Linked DNA regions of Mus musculus: region 2 is linked to region 1. A link is a contact called in public Hi-C data. All regions are on one chromosome and are shown on one strand. Each heading gives the region's core, a stretch centred on a gene start, on an enhancer-like site or on the middle of the called end of the contact. The rest is flanking DNA. Distances are from core to core; before and after follow the strand shown.

Region 1 (5,573 bases), core at 105-2,604:
GCCCTTTCTCTGTCTGGGCTCTTGGCTTACTGCTGCGAACATGGCTTCTGGAGACCAAGAGGCTTTGTGGCAGAGGTACGCCATAAAGACTTACTCCCACCAAGGTAGCTGCAGCAGGGGGGCTTGCCACGCCTCCCCGCCTGCCTTACAACCATGACTTTTTTACTCAGAGACTGTCCATCTGTCCAGCCACTCCGCCAAGCCCAGAAGCCCCATGCTGGCTTCCTTTGGAAGAGCCCCAGCTCCCAGGGTGACCTCGGTAACAGCCGGGTACACGGACGACTTCAATCCCAAACTTCCCGTTACCAGGAAGAGCTTGGCCCAGGCTGTGAAAGTTACAATAACACAGTGGCTGTTTCTGAGCAGGAGCCTTCTGTGAAGTCATCGGGATAGTTCTCTCAGCAGCGTGTCTAATTTTCCCTGGCTGCCTTTCTGGGAGCCGGGCACCCAACCCAATTTAGTCCCTCCACTTTGGCTCATTCCTAGACTTCCATGCCATAAATCTGAGCCCCCCTCAGTGCCTGATCCCACCAGCAGGCAGACAATTCAGAATTAGCCATCGTCATGGTTGTCTAAACTGACAGGCAGGGAAACTGAGGCACAGCAGGCTACAGGGCCCTGTCCCACCTCCCACAGTGACCCAGCAGCACGGGTTGCCAGCAAGGCCCAGGATTCTGGCTGGAACTTTAACTATGGAACTCTTATGGAGGGCTAGGGGCCATGTGAATGGTTTCAAAGCTTTTACTGGGCCTCATTTGGCTCCAGATCCCAGAACTGTGTGCAATTGGATTTTGATGGGAATGCTGTGGAGTAGGAAGTGTGTTTGTGTGTGTGTGTGTGTGTGTGTGTGTGTGTGTGTGTGTGTGTGTGTGTGTGTGAGAGAGAGAGAGAGAGAGAGAGAGAGAGAGAGAGAGAGAGAGAGAGAGAGAGTGGTGGGCTTGATGGTGCTGTTTGGAATCCTTTTATGCTTTCTTGCCTGGAACTTGACAAGCCTCAGAGTAGAGGAAAAAACCAGAAAACTCAAAAGCAATGGGGGTGAGAGAAGAATCCTCCCAAAGCCAGGGTGCAGGCTGTGGGCAAATGCCTTTCTTTCTTCACCCAGAACCCCTGCCCTCAGGCACAGTAGGCTAGCTGGCTGGGCTGGTTTGGCCAGTCCAAGCCAAGGTTGGACTTTTGATTGCAAACACTCTCTCTTGCAGCCCCAGGCCTCCTGGGCGTGGCCTAGTGCTCTGGAGAGGGGGTGTGGGGGAAGCAAGTGGGGCCTTTGGGTTTCAGACAATTTCTAGGAGTCTCAGGGGACCTACATATTTCCTATGTAAAGTCCAGTCTGTTTGAAATTAGACTTCTCTTTTTTTGCTTATTTCCGGAGAGATTAAAAATAGAGACTCAGGCTTAATCTGGGAGCCTCTGAGATCAACAGGGCCCTGTTTCCATGAGTATGAAAATACCAAGCAGTCTCACCCATGATCGCAGGTCATGCATAGCAGGCCGGGTGTGTGTGTGTGTGTGAAGGAGTTTTAAGTTGTGCTCATTCTCAACAGCTAAGATTCTGTTTCTAGACCACAGCAAGGACACCTTCTTTCTAATTTCAACTAGAATAGAAGAGATCAGCACTGTTGAGGGCCCCAAACCCTTGTTGTGCTTCAGGTTTCTTGATGAGCTCAAGTTGCAGGTCCTGCCCGTCCACACAACCATTCAGTTCATAGTATGTATGGGGGGCAAGGGGTGGGCATCCTCTCTCTTCTGAGGATGCTTTTCAGGTTTCCTAGCTGTTGGCTGATGATAGCAGGTCAAACCCTCTGATGGTGCTTGCTCAGGAAAAAAGTAGATAAAGAAATAGAGAAATCTAGGTTGGACATCCTGGCATAGGCCAATAATCATAGTATTCAGAGGATGAAGGTCAGAAGATAGGTAGTTGGAGGCTAGCCTGGGATACATAGTGAATTGAGGCTACCCTAATTGCATAGTAAGTCCCTGTCTCAAACCAAACAAACAGATGGATGGATAAAGAAATGTGGCATACACACACACAGTGGAATCTTGACTGAAAATCCATCCCCCCCCACACCCCTAAATACTATTATGTGAGTAAATACCAATATATACATATGAAAATGCCACAGCAAAATCCATTATTTTGTACAGTAACAAAAAATATTTAAAACACAAAATCAAAGCAAAACAGAGATCTACTTGGTTCTAATCTCTGAAGAACTTAGATGAACACACTAGGGAAAAGTAGGAGCCATTTGTGACCGTAGACTTTTTACTCCCGAGGAAAGGGAGTAAACCATAGTGAACTACACATGCCTGAGACGAGGGAGCAGCAACTTTCTTGGGTACACAAAGTGGAGTGTGACAGAGACGAAACTCAAGAAAATAGTCTAATCTTTCAGCATATTCAATTCTAAAAAGGAGATACTGGCTAGTGGACTTCCTGCCTGGAGTTCTGTGTCCCATCTGGGGACCTCTTGGTGCTGCTCTCCAGCATTAAGTCACATGGTCATGCCTGTGTCTGTGTACCTGAGTTTGCTCCGTATAGGACTAGTGCGGGCCAGCATCCTTACTTCTGCTCAACTCTCAATGTACATTTGAGTAACTACTACATACAAGGATTCTTTGGTTGCTAAGGACCGAAAATCTGTCTCAAATTCCTTTAGCAAAAGGGAAACCCAATGGTCCATGGAATGGAAAGACCCAGAATTCAAGTTAGCATCAGACACAACTGGATTTGGAGCAGAAATAATGTTACCAGAACTTGGTTACTCTCCACTTCTCTTTGCCTCTCTGTGCCTTGCTAGCTTCAAACCCAGGTTTCAGGAGACAATAAAAGGACAACAACCCCAGCTTTCTGCCTCGCAGAATTTCAGTTAAAGGGAAACATTCTCCTCTCCAGGAGTCTCGTGTGTGTGTGTGTGTGTGTGTGTGTGTGTGTGTGTGTGTGTGTGTGTGTAATCTCAAGTTACCTTTTTGGCTCCGAAGGATATGATATCCACTGCCCAACCAATTACTACACCCAAGAGAATGTAACACCTAGATTGAGTTAAGGCTGGGTCACATGTATACTTTAAGTTTCGGGGTTGTATGTGTAACGGTTGTACTTTTGGGCTGAGAGCAACAGAGAATATGGGATTTCCCAAAGAGAAGTGGCACCTGGGTACCGGAAGAAGGTGGATGGATGCTGAATAGCTAAAATGCTAAGTAGGAAATGCTGCTGTTGTGTCTCCCCTACATTCCTCTCCCCGTACCTAGAGCCATTATCTATATCTTCCACCTAGAACTTGAATTTTGACCCTGGAATTGGGGAGGCAGGGTATTTCTAATGAAGCTGATGTTTCCGCTTCACAGATGTGACTAGCAAGGATCTGATCCAGGAATAATTCTTAGCGCAGCTTTGGAAAGCCTGGGCTAGACTATAAATCATGAAGTGGAATTCTAGCCACACACGTCTTTTAATCCCAAACTCAATTTCTACCCACCCTGGGTCCTGCCTTTGGAGCAGAGCAACAGAGAAGTCCCACACTGAGGACACCCTAGGCCTGATGGGAGGTCACCTTCCCATGGCATTGCCTTCATCAGCACTCTGGGGTCAGGCCTTAAAACTCTGTGCTTTGTCCCTCACTCTCTTGTCTTTGCTGTATTGCCAAAAAGAGCCTTAAAAGTCATGGAAACATCTCTGCTTCTCTAACTCAAGGGATTCAGGCAACAGAGGTCAGGGAGTTGAGGGTCACATAGGAGCATGTGGAAGGGCAGATATGGCTGGATGGAAAGATGCTTATCCTTGGTGCAGTTATGTGTGTGGGAGCAGGAGAGGCAGAAAGTACAAGAGCATGGCTCTCAGGAGCCACTGGAGTGGGGGCATTGGTAATGAGCCTGGGAAACGAGTTTGTCCTCGCTGAGAATACAGGATGCTTCATTACAGGTTTCCACTCATCCAGGAGCCTATCACGCTCTGCCACAGGAGACAGGTAGCCCAGGGGATGAGTAGGCACATGGGAGTTCACTAGTAGAGTCTCCAAAGTCAAGGTGGGTGCTGGAATAACAAGCAGACCCACAAATGGGATCAAGAACAAGCAAGGCAGAGCCAGTGGCTAACTCATTGGTCACAAACAGGCATCCTGGGGCAACGAAAGAAGGAAATCAGTCTCTCTTCCCCCAGAAATGACTGCATTTCTCCATATTGGCAGACTTTCCAGCTTTCACGGGGCCTGACTCTTTGGGGAATCTTGTTTTCTTTGCCTTACACTGACCGGTTAAAAATAGATGGGTGAAATGTGACTGGCCGGAGAGTCTTTGACCTCTTTCAGATTTAGCTTTTGGACCAAGTTAAGAGAATCAATTCTAACCCTTATTTTGTGAAGAACAGCGCTGGGAGGGAGGATGGGTAGGAGATGCTCCACAAGGACAAGCTGAAGGGAGGTGCAGTTCTTTAGCTTAAGTAAGTAAGAATCATGTTTCCTGATAGTGGTGGCCGTGTCAGGGGAGGAGCTTTTAAAAATCAGCCAGCACAACTACTATATTATAAAAGAGGAATTTCTATCAAGGCTAAATCATAAAACTGATTATAAATAACTTCAAAAATGCTTATCTTTGCCTTTCTTCTACAATGTGTGTGTGTGGAGGGGGCGGATTACATGCTGTCCAAATTCCCCTAGTAGCCATAAATAGCCACATTTTGTTACTTACTGCTAAGTATATTCTAGCACCAACCCAACACCCTACATGGTTAGACTTTTCTCCTAATAGCGACCTATGATACCTCACATGTGTTAAGTCTTTACCAAATCAAAACAAAACATATTCCAGTCCACTCTTCACAAATATACTCTCATTAATTCCTGACATGGACTTGTAAGGAAGGGTTGGTTATTATTCTCATTTTCTAGAAGAAAAATCAGAAGTTTAAAGAAGTTAAATAGCCCTGTCTAGACAGTGGTAGAGATTGCCTTCAACTCTGGTCATTGAGATCACAGATCCTCTGCACTTAAGCCCTACTGTGTTCTCATCAACCCCGCCACAGCCCCCTCCACCCCTGAGCCTTGCTGAGCTTGTGTTTGGGAAGCTTGGCTCCTGATATAAGCAAATTAGTCTTCGTCCCAGCAGGAGAGAGATGGCACACTCCAACAGGGAGGTGGAAAATTACTTAGAAATAGGGCTACTCACAAGTTATGGGCTTACTCATAAGTTACTCACAAGGTAAGAGATACCAACAAGGCAAGATGAGGTCTCCCAGGGCTGGCAAGGGTGGGGAGCCCTGGGGCAAGGCAGACAGTATTGAGAGAAAGGGTCTGCAGGAGAGTGCCACTCTAGAGACAGTGGCATTAGGTGGAGGGAACAGCCAAGGCACACAGGCAAGCAGCAAATAGCCCAGTAGAGTGGAAACAAGGGAATGAAGCTTCTGACGTTGGTTCATGCTGTGTCTCTTGTTGGCGTCTCCTACTGGATGAACACAACTGAAGCCCTGTCCACGATACCAGTCTCCTGGCGTCATGGTGGGTTGATGGAGAAAGGAACTAAGGGTAAATGAATGTGTTCAAATAACAGATGAACAAACCTACTGGGTGAATGTTCTT
Region 2 (5,815 bases), core at 3,142-5,641, 89 kb before region 1:
TATCCCTCAAATGACAAAGAACTATTTTTCTGGACTCTTATCTTTAGCCAAGTAAAATGAAGTGCCTAAGAGAACTGTGTGCTTTTTGAAAGAGGCAATAGAGCTGGGTGTGGTCGTATGTGCCTCTGATCCCTGAGCCCAGGAGGTAGGAGGAGAAGCAATAGGAGAATGAGGTTATCTTCAGCCACACTGGAAGTTTAAGGCCAGCCCAGACCACACAGAGAATCTGGTCTCAGAAAACATCAATCAACCAATCAATAAGCAGCAAACAAACAAACAAATAAAAAAGAGAAAGAGCTCAGTGGTTAAGAGCATTGGTTTCTTTTCAGGAGGACCAGGGTTCAATTTCCAGTACCAACATTGTGGCTGGCTCACAACTATCTATAACTCTACTCCCAGGGTATCCAGAAGTCTTTTCTGGCCTCTGTGGGCACCATAAGTGCATACACATACATACATGCGGGCAAAAGACCTATACATATAAAATAAATTAATTCAAAAAGAAAGAAAAATATAAAAATAAGACAAACAAAGAAGTCAACAAGAAAAAGCCCAATGCAGCATGCATTTGCCATAGGTGAGTCATTGAAGGTGTTTAGTAGTCTACAGCCTCTTTCATATGTGCAACATGCTTGGTTCTTAACAGAGAAATACCGTTTTAAGAGTGATCCTGATAGCTGAGATTTACCAAGGGCTAAAACACACCAGGTAACACTCAATCTTTGCAGTATTCCCTGCCTTGCAGATGAGGAAAATGACAGAGAGGTTAGCCAACATAACCAAGATCACACAGCTACTTAGGGACCCAGAGAGGGTTTGAATGAAAGCTGGCCAGCCAGATTTCAAATGTCATGCTCATTGTTGTAACCTCTGAGTCTCTAAGATAGACATCTCTGCATATATGTGTGCATTGTATGTGTGTGCTCTATGACTCCACTGGAATATAAGCCACTCGAGAGCCAGGTTCTGGTCCATTTAATCTCTGCCTATGCAGTGTGGTACCCAAAGAAGAGCTTGACCTGTGACTAGCACTCAGGAAATAACTTTGAATGGGTGTGTTGGCTAGAGAAACCTTTAGTTGCTGAACCTGAGCCTCTGAGTAGCTCAGCCTGCTGGGGGCTCAGGGTAGACATTTTGTCATTTGTAAGTAAGATGAAAAGGAGAGGAGTGTCACTTCAGTTTGCTACACATCTTTCTGTCCCAAGCCTAGTCCTTCCTCTTTTCTTTTCTTTTCTTTTCTTTTCTTTTCTTTTCTTTTCTTTTCTTTCCTTTCCTTTCCTTTCCTTTCCTTTCCTTTTCTTTCTTCCTTCCTTTCTTCCTTCCTTCCTTTCTCTCTCTCTCTTTCTCTCTCTCTCTCCTTCTTTTTTGACAGGGTTTCTCTGTGTCACCCTGGCTGTCCTCAGATTCAATATGTAGACCAGGCTGGTCTCAAACACAGATATTTACTCATCTGCCTCTGCCTCCAAAGTGCAGGGATTAAAGATACACGCCACCACTATCCCAGCCCTTTCTCTTTTCTAAGTCACTCCTCCTCCACCCTCTGGAGCTTGAGATGAGACATTTGGTGGGTTGGAAAGTGGAGGGAAGAAAACACTGTTTACAAAGCCATCTGGCCAAGGAAGTCATCCTTTCTATCATGTGATACGCCATGTAGGCTGTTTGTGCCTGGGGCAGTGGCCATGGGTTGGTGGGCAGCGTTTGTTCATTTGATTCCTGAATGGGGCAGAAGTAGTGGAAGGCTGTGGGAGGGGTTCAATGACGCAGTGGCTGTGGGTGAGAGCTTCTTTCTAGGGTCTGCTTGCTTTAGGTGTTTAGAGGAAAAGCTTGAGAAAAGGACTGGGGTTCGAATTTATTTGAGAGTTGATTCCAGGAAGCACCAATAGGTTTGGAGAGGCTGAGTCAGAGGAGAAGGTAACCAATAAAGAACCTCTTATCAAGACAGCCATGGACAGGGTGGCCCTGGGCCTTCGTGATGCTGAGAAGATCTGAAAACTGATGAAGGATGTATGCCTTAGACATAGAGTACATCAGGGGTAAGGTAAGGGAGCTGTGGTATTGATGGCCCATCTCCCTCAGTCATTGGTTGAAGGCTGCCTGGCACTTTTCGGCATCTATGAGGGTGGTGAGAACCCATGGACAGACATAGGGTCTGGCAATTAGAATTGGACAGATGTGGGGTTGGAATGATGGCTTAACATTTAAGAGCACTGGCCTTTCCTTCCAAAGAATCCAGGTTCAAATCCCAGCATCCATATTCCAGTTCACAACTATCTGTAATTTCGGGGGGGGGGTCTGACACATTCACACAGACATACATAGAGGCAGAACACCAATGCAAATAAATTAAAAAAAAAAGAATTGGACAGCTGTACACCAAAATGGTGTGAAGGAAGGGGTTGGGATCTGGGTCTGTGACTGCTTCTGTGCCCACTGTGTCAGCACAGGTTGGCATCGCCATTGGACTCCAGGGCTTTTGTAGAGGAGCTAACCCTGCCCTGAGACAGTTAGCTTTTGCTATATAATAGAATATCTCATCAAATTAGGACCTGAAATAACCATTTATTTAGCTTTCCATTCAGTGGACAACTTGAGCTGGGCTCAGCTGCACTCAGCTGGGCTTAATTGTGTTTCTGTGGTCAGAAGGCCAATGGCTGGGAGCTGTGGAATTTAAGACAGCCTCTGTGGGACAGCTCATCCCTGTTCACATGATCTTGCAGGCTAGCTGGGAATTGTTCTCAGGGTGGCCATGCACTCCAAGAGAGTGAGGGTGGGCAGGCAAGAGGTCTGGATTGCTGGACTTGGAACTGGCACACCACCTCCATCAACCTCTGTTGGCCAAAGTCACAAGGCAAGCCCAGAGTCATGGGGTAAGGAAAGAGTCCCCTTGATAGGAACAACTGCGAAGTCGTGTTCAGGAGGGCAAGTTCAGGAAGAGGAACACACATAGCTATTTTTGCAATAATCTACCATGGTCCATGCCCTTTGGCATCTTATGATCATGGGTAGACAATCAAAACCAGTGTGTGCTCTGCTATTTTAAACACAGGAGTCAGGAGCTCTCTGCCTCAAGGATGGGAAAGTATCTATCCTGTGTTACCTCCTTCCTGGCTACTTTTAGATCTCATCTCCTTGGGCTGCTTTAAGAGTGCAGTCATTTTTGATGGGTCGCATGCAATGTGTGTTTCCTGCAGCAGTGGCCTTGTGGACAGAGAGCAGAAAAGAGCTGAGTTATCTGAAGCTAGGTCAAGGATGGGCAATTTGTGTTTTGGCAACTTAATTTGTCGTCATTGCTTTTGACTGGATGTAGACCCTTCTGCATGCTAGGCACTCCACTATGGAAATCCAGCCTCCTTATCTTCAATGTTAAAGAAAGTCCCTCCCTTCCAAGACAGGAGGGATTTTTGGATTATCTCTACCTGGGAAGTCAAGTGTAAATTAAGCAGGTGGAGTGCAAATGTTTAGGGGTCAAAGGTGGTCTGCCTGAAGAGTTCTTACCTGTGGTGTTGTGATTTGCCTTGGAACCCAAAGGGACCTTCTTCATGGTCTAGGTACCACTTTCTGGATATCTTGAAATTGCCCTTTATAGCCATTGTGAGCCAGGAGAATTGCCCAGAGTGATGGAGGCACTAGGGCTGTAAACCCAACACTCTTACTTACCATCAGACCTCATTGTTAGTTTTCTATGTGCCCAAGCAGTGCATTGAGAGGAAATAATTTTGAGGATCAACAGTTGCCATCCCTCAATGTCATACACCTTCCAGCCATACTTAGCAAGGAGTCAGCCTCAATCTCCCTTCCTTATCCCCTCATCCTGTGAAACCTTCCCACCCCTCCAGCCTACCCTGACCAGCGTAGGAGCCTCTCCTCTTCCACAGCACAAACACTGCAGGAAGTTTGGGCAGCCACAGGGTTGATAGGGCCATCGCCACCTGTTGTCCATCTCCAGGAAAGAATCAGAGCAGGGAGAATGGCAACTTGCATCTGTCTGCTGGGTAGCAGAAAGCACACTGCAGGAGCTATGCCTTTCTGTTTACCTTTCAAATTCGTGCAGAGAACTCATTTATAGCAGCTGCTTCCAGACACAGTCCAGATCATCCAGAGATGGGTCAGTCCCCTCGGGCAGGTAGTGGGGCTGTTCGATGAAATTTAACTCTCATTATCTGAAAGGCTCACTGGGTATCTCCCATATGCCCCCACAACAACGGGCTTTGCTGTTGCTTCGCTCACAGAACTCTTAGGTAATTTTTCTCTCGCTTGCCTCGGCTAGATTACCCTCTTCTGGAAGCGCCTGGAGGAATATCAGCAACCACCTGCTGGGCGACAGGAGTGGGGCTCAGATGAGGTGGAGGCAAGGGAAATGCTTTGCATACCAGCTTTGTACAGGCTGGGAGGGGCTGCCCAGGACAGTGCCTGTACCTTTGTGAGCACTATTGTCACCAGGTCTCACTGTGGTTCTTCATATGCACACTCACTTATGATTCGGGCAACAGCCTCGTTTTAGAGATGGCCAAGACCTGAAGCACAGAGTGGTTAGGAAATTTGCCCAATATGGCTCAGCTGGTTCCAGCACCCGGCTAGAGGACATGGGCATTATCCCATTAGTTTTACAACAGCCTTAAGAAGTAATTGGTTCTTTATTGTATTGGCTCATGAGAGCAGATTGCTAAATGTCCAGGTATTTTGTGAGTCAACCATTATTAAGTGTGAACTCACACAAATGTGAACTCATACAATTAATCAGATCAATTATACTAAAAGCAAATGTAATAACTCCCCCAAGCTCATCCATTCCTGACTCTTTCTCACTGTCCGAGTGCAAAGCAAAGTAGTTGCTACTTTGGATTAAAAAAAAAATCCTTTTTTTTTTCTGTTGGGTGGGAAGAGACTGCCTCAGCCGGAAGCCACTTCTTCCGGCCATTCTCCAGGGCAGATCACGGTAGGAAACAGCCACCCAGGCCTCCAGGAAGAAAAACACCCGCTTCCCATGCTCCCAGAACAGCAATAGAAAGTTCTGTGCTTGGGCTTTGAGACCCCTATCTGGGTCCCAGAAGAACTGGGCTTCTCTGGTGGAATGGTGGGTAGGAAAAGTGTGTGTGTGTGTGTGTGTGTGTGTGTGTGTGTGTGTGTGTAAGAGAGAGAGAGAGAGAGAGAGAGAGAGAGAGAGAGAGAGAGAAAATGGTCTTTGTAGCCCCGGACCCAGAGGGTTTCCCGTGTTACTTGTACTCTGAGATTTTGGAGGCAGCTGATCTAGAAGAATTCATGGTTTTGGGTACCAGATAGACCTGAGTTAATCTCGTGGCCCTCTCTGCCTTCTGTAAAATAGGTGACCTTGGTCAAGGCATCTCACTTCTCTGAGCCTTAAATTTTTCATCTGTAGAATTGGAGACCTTCTGAAGGGAGCTGTGGCATAAAAACCAGCCAAGCAGAAAGCATGCAAAACATCAAGCCGAACTAGTAAAGACCAACAGCAATTGTGTCTGAGTGGCTGTGCTAGGCTAGGAGGATTCTTCTATGGATGGACAATAGTCCAATATCCAGGTACCAATGCAGAGGGGCACTGACTATGGATGTGCTGTGCTGAGATAGCTGTAGATGGACAGCCTAGACATACAGGAGATGATCCTAACTTGTCTTGTTCAGGAATTGAATGAATAAATGTCTCCCAAAACCTACTTGCACCTATGGGATACAGAAGAAACAGAGGAAACCTTGATTAGTGGAAGGAGTGAGGCCCCAGGAGGAGCCCTTTTGGGAGGTTGGTTGGAGACCTTCTCAAGGGAGAGCTCCCTGGGGGATCCCAGTTCTTCACTTTGTT

The links. Hi-C and Micro-C count contacts between places; a contact is called where the count stands out from the background.
Region 2: a contact with region 1 is called in a Hi-C map of the CH12 cell line, with 2.2 times the contacts expected there. The contact joins two enhancer-like sites. A contact is called at or near these places in 2 of 39 promoter capture datasets (liver and pre-B cells), 2 of 15 datasets of contacts at CTCF or cohesin (large pre-B cells and pro-B cells), 46 of 484 Hi-C or Micro-C datasets (the 63-12 cell line, B cells, the C10 cell line and 27 more) and 14 of 115 datasets of contacts at active chromatin or transcription factors (bone marrow-derived macrophages, cardiomyocytes, craniofacial prominence and 8 more).

The regions. Positions count from the first base shown.
Region 1 is chr12:79,997,677-80,003,249 of GRCm38.p6, reverse strand. No RefSeq gene overlaps it. Among named protein-coding and RNA genes, the nearest start is that of Gm36834, 19 kb to the left of the region's middle. Within about 2 kb of position 1,354, at least 70 of the 459 cell types and tissues checked have an H3K27ac peak or open chromatin away from gene starts, as enhancers often do. A contact at or near this core is called in B cells and the CH12 cell line, where this site is marked.
Region 2 is chr12:80,089,832-80,095,646 of GRCm38.p6, reverse strand. No RefSeq gene overlaps it. Among named protein-coding and RNA genes, the nearest start is that of Gm36660, 6.7 kb to the right of the region's middle. Within about 2 kb of position 4,391, at least 26 of the 459 cell types and tissues checked have an H3K27ac peak or open chromatin away from gene starts, as enhancers often do. A contact at or near this core is called in B cells and the CH12 cell line, where this site is marked.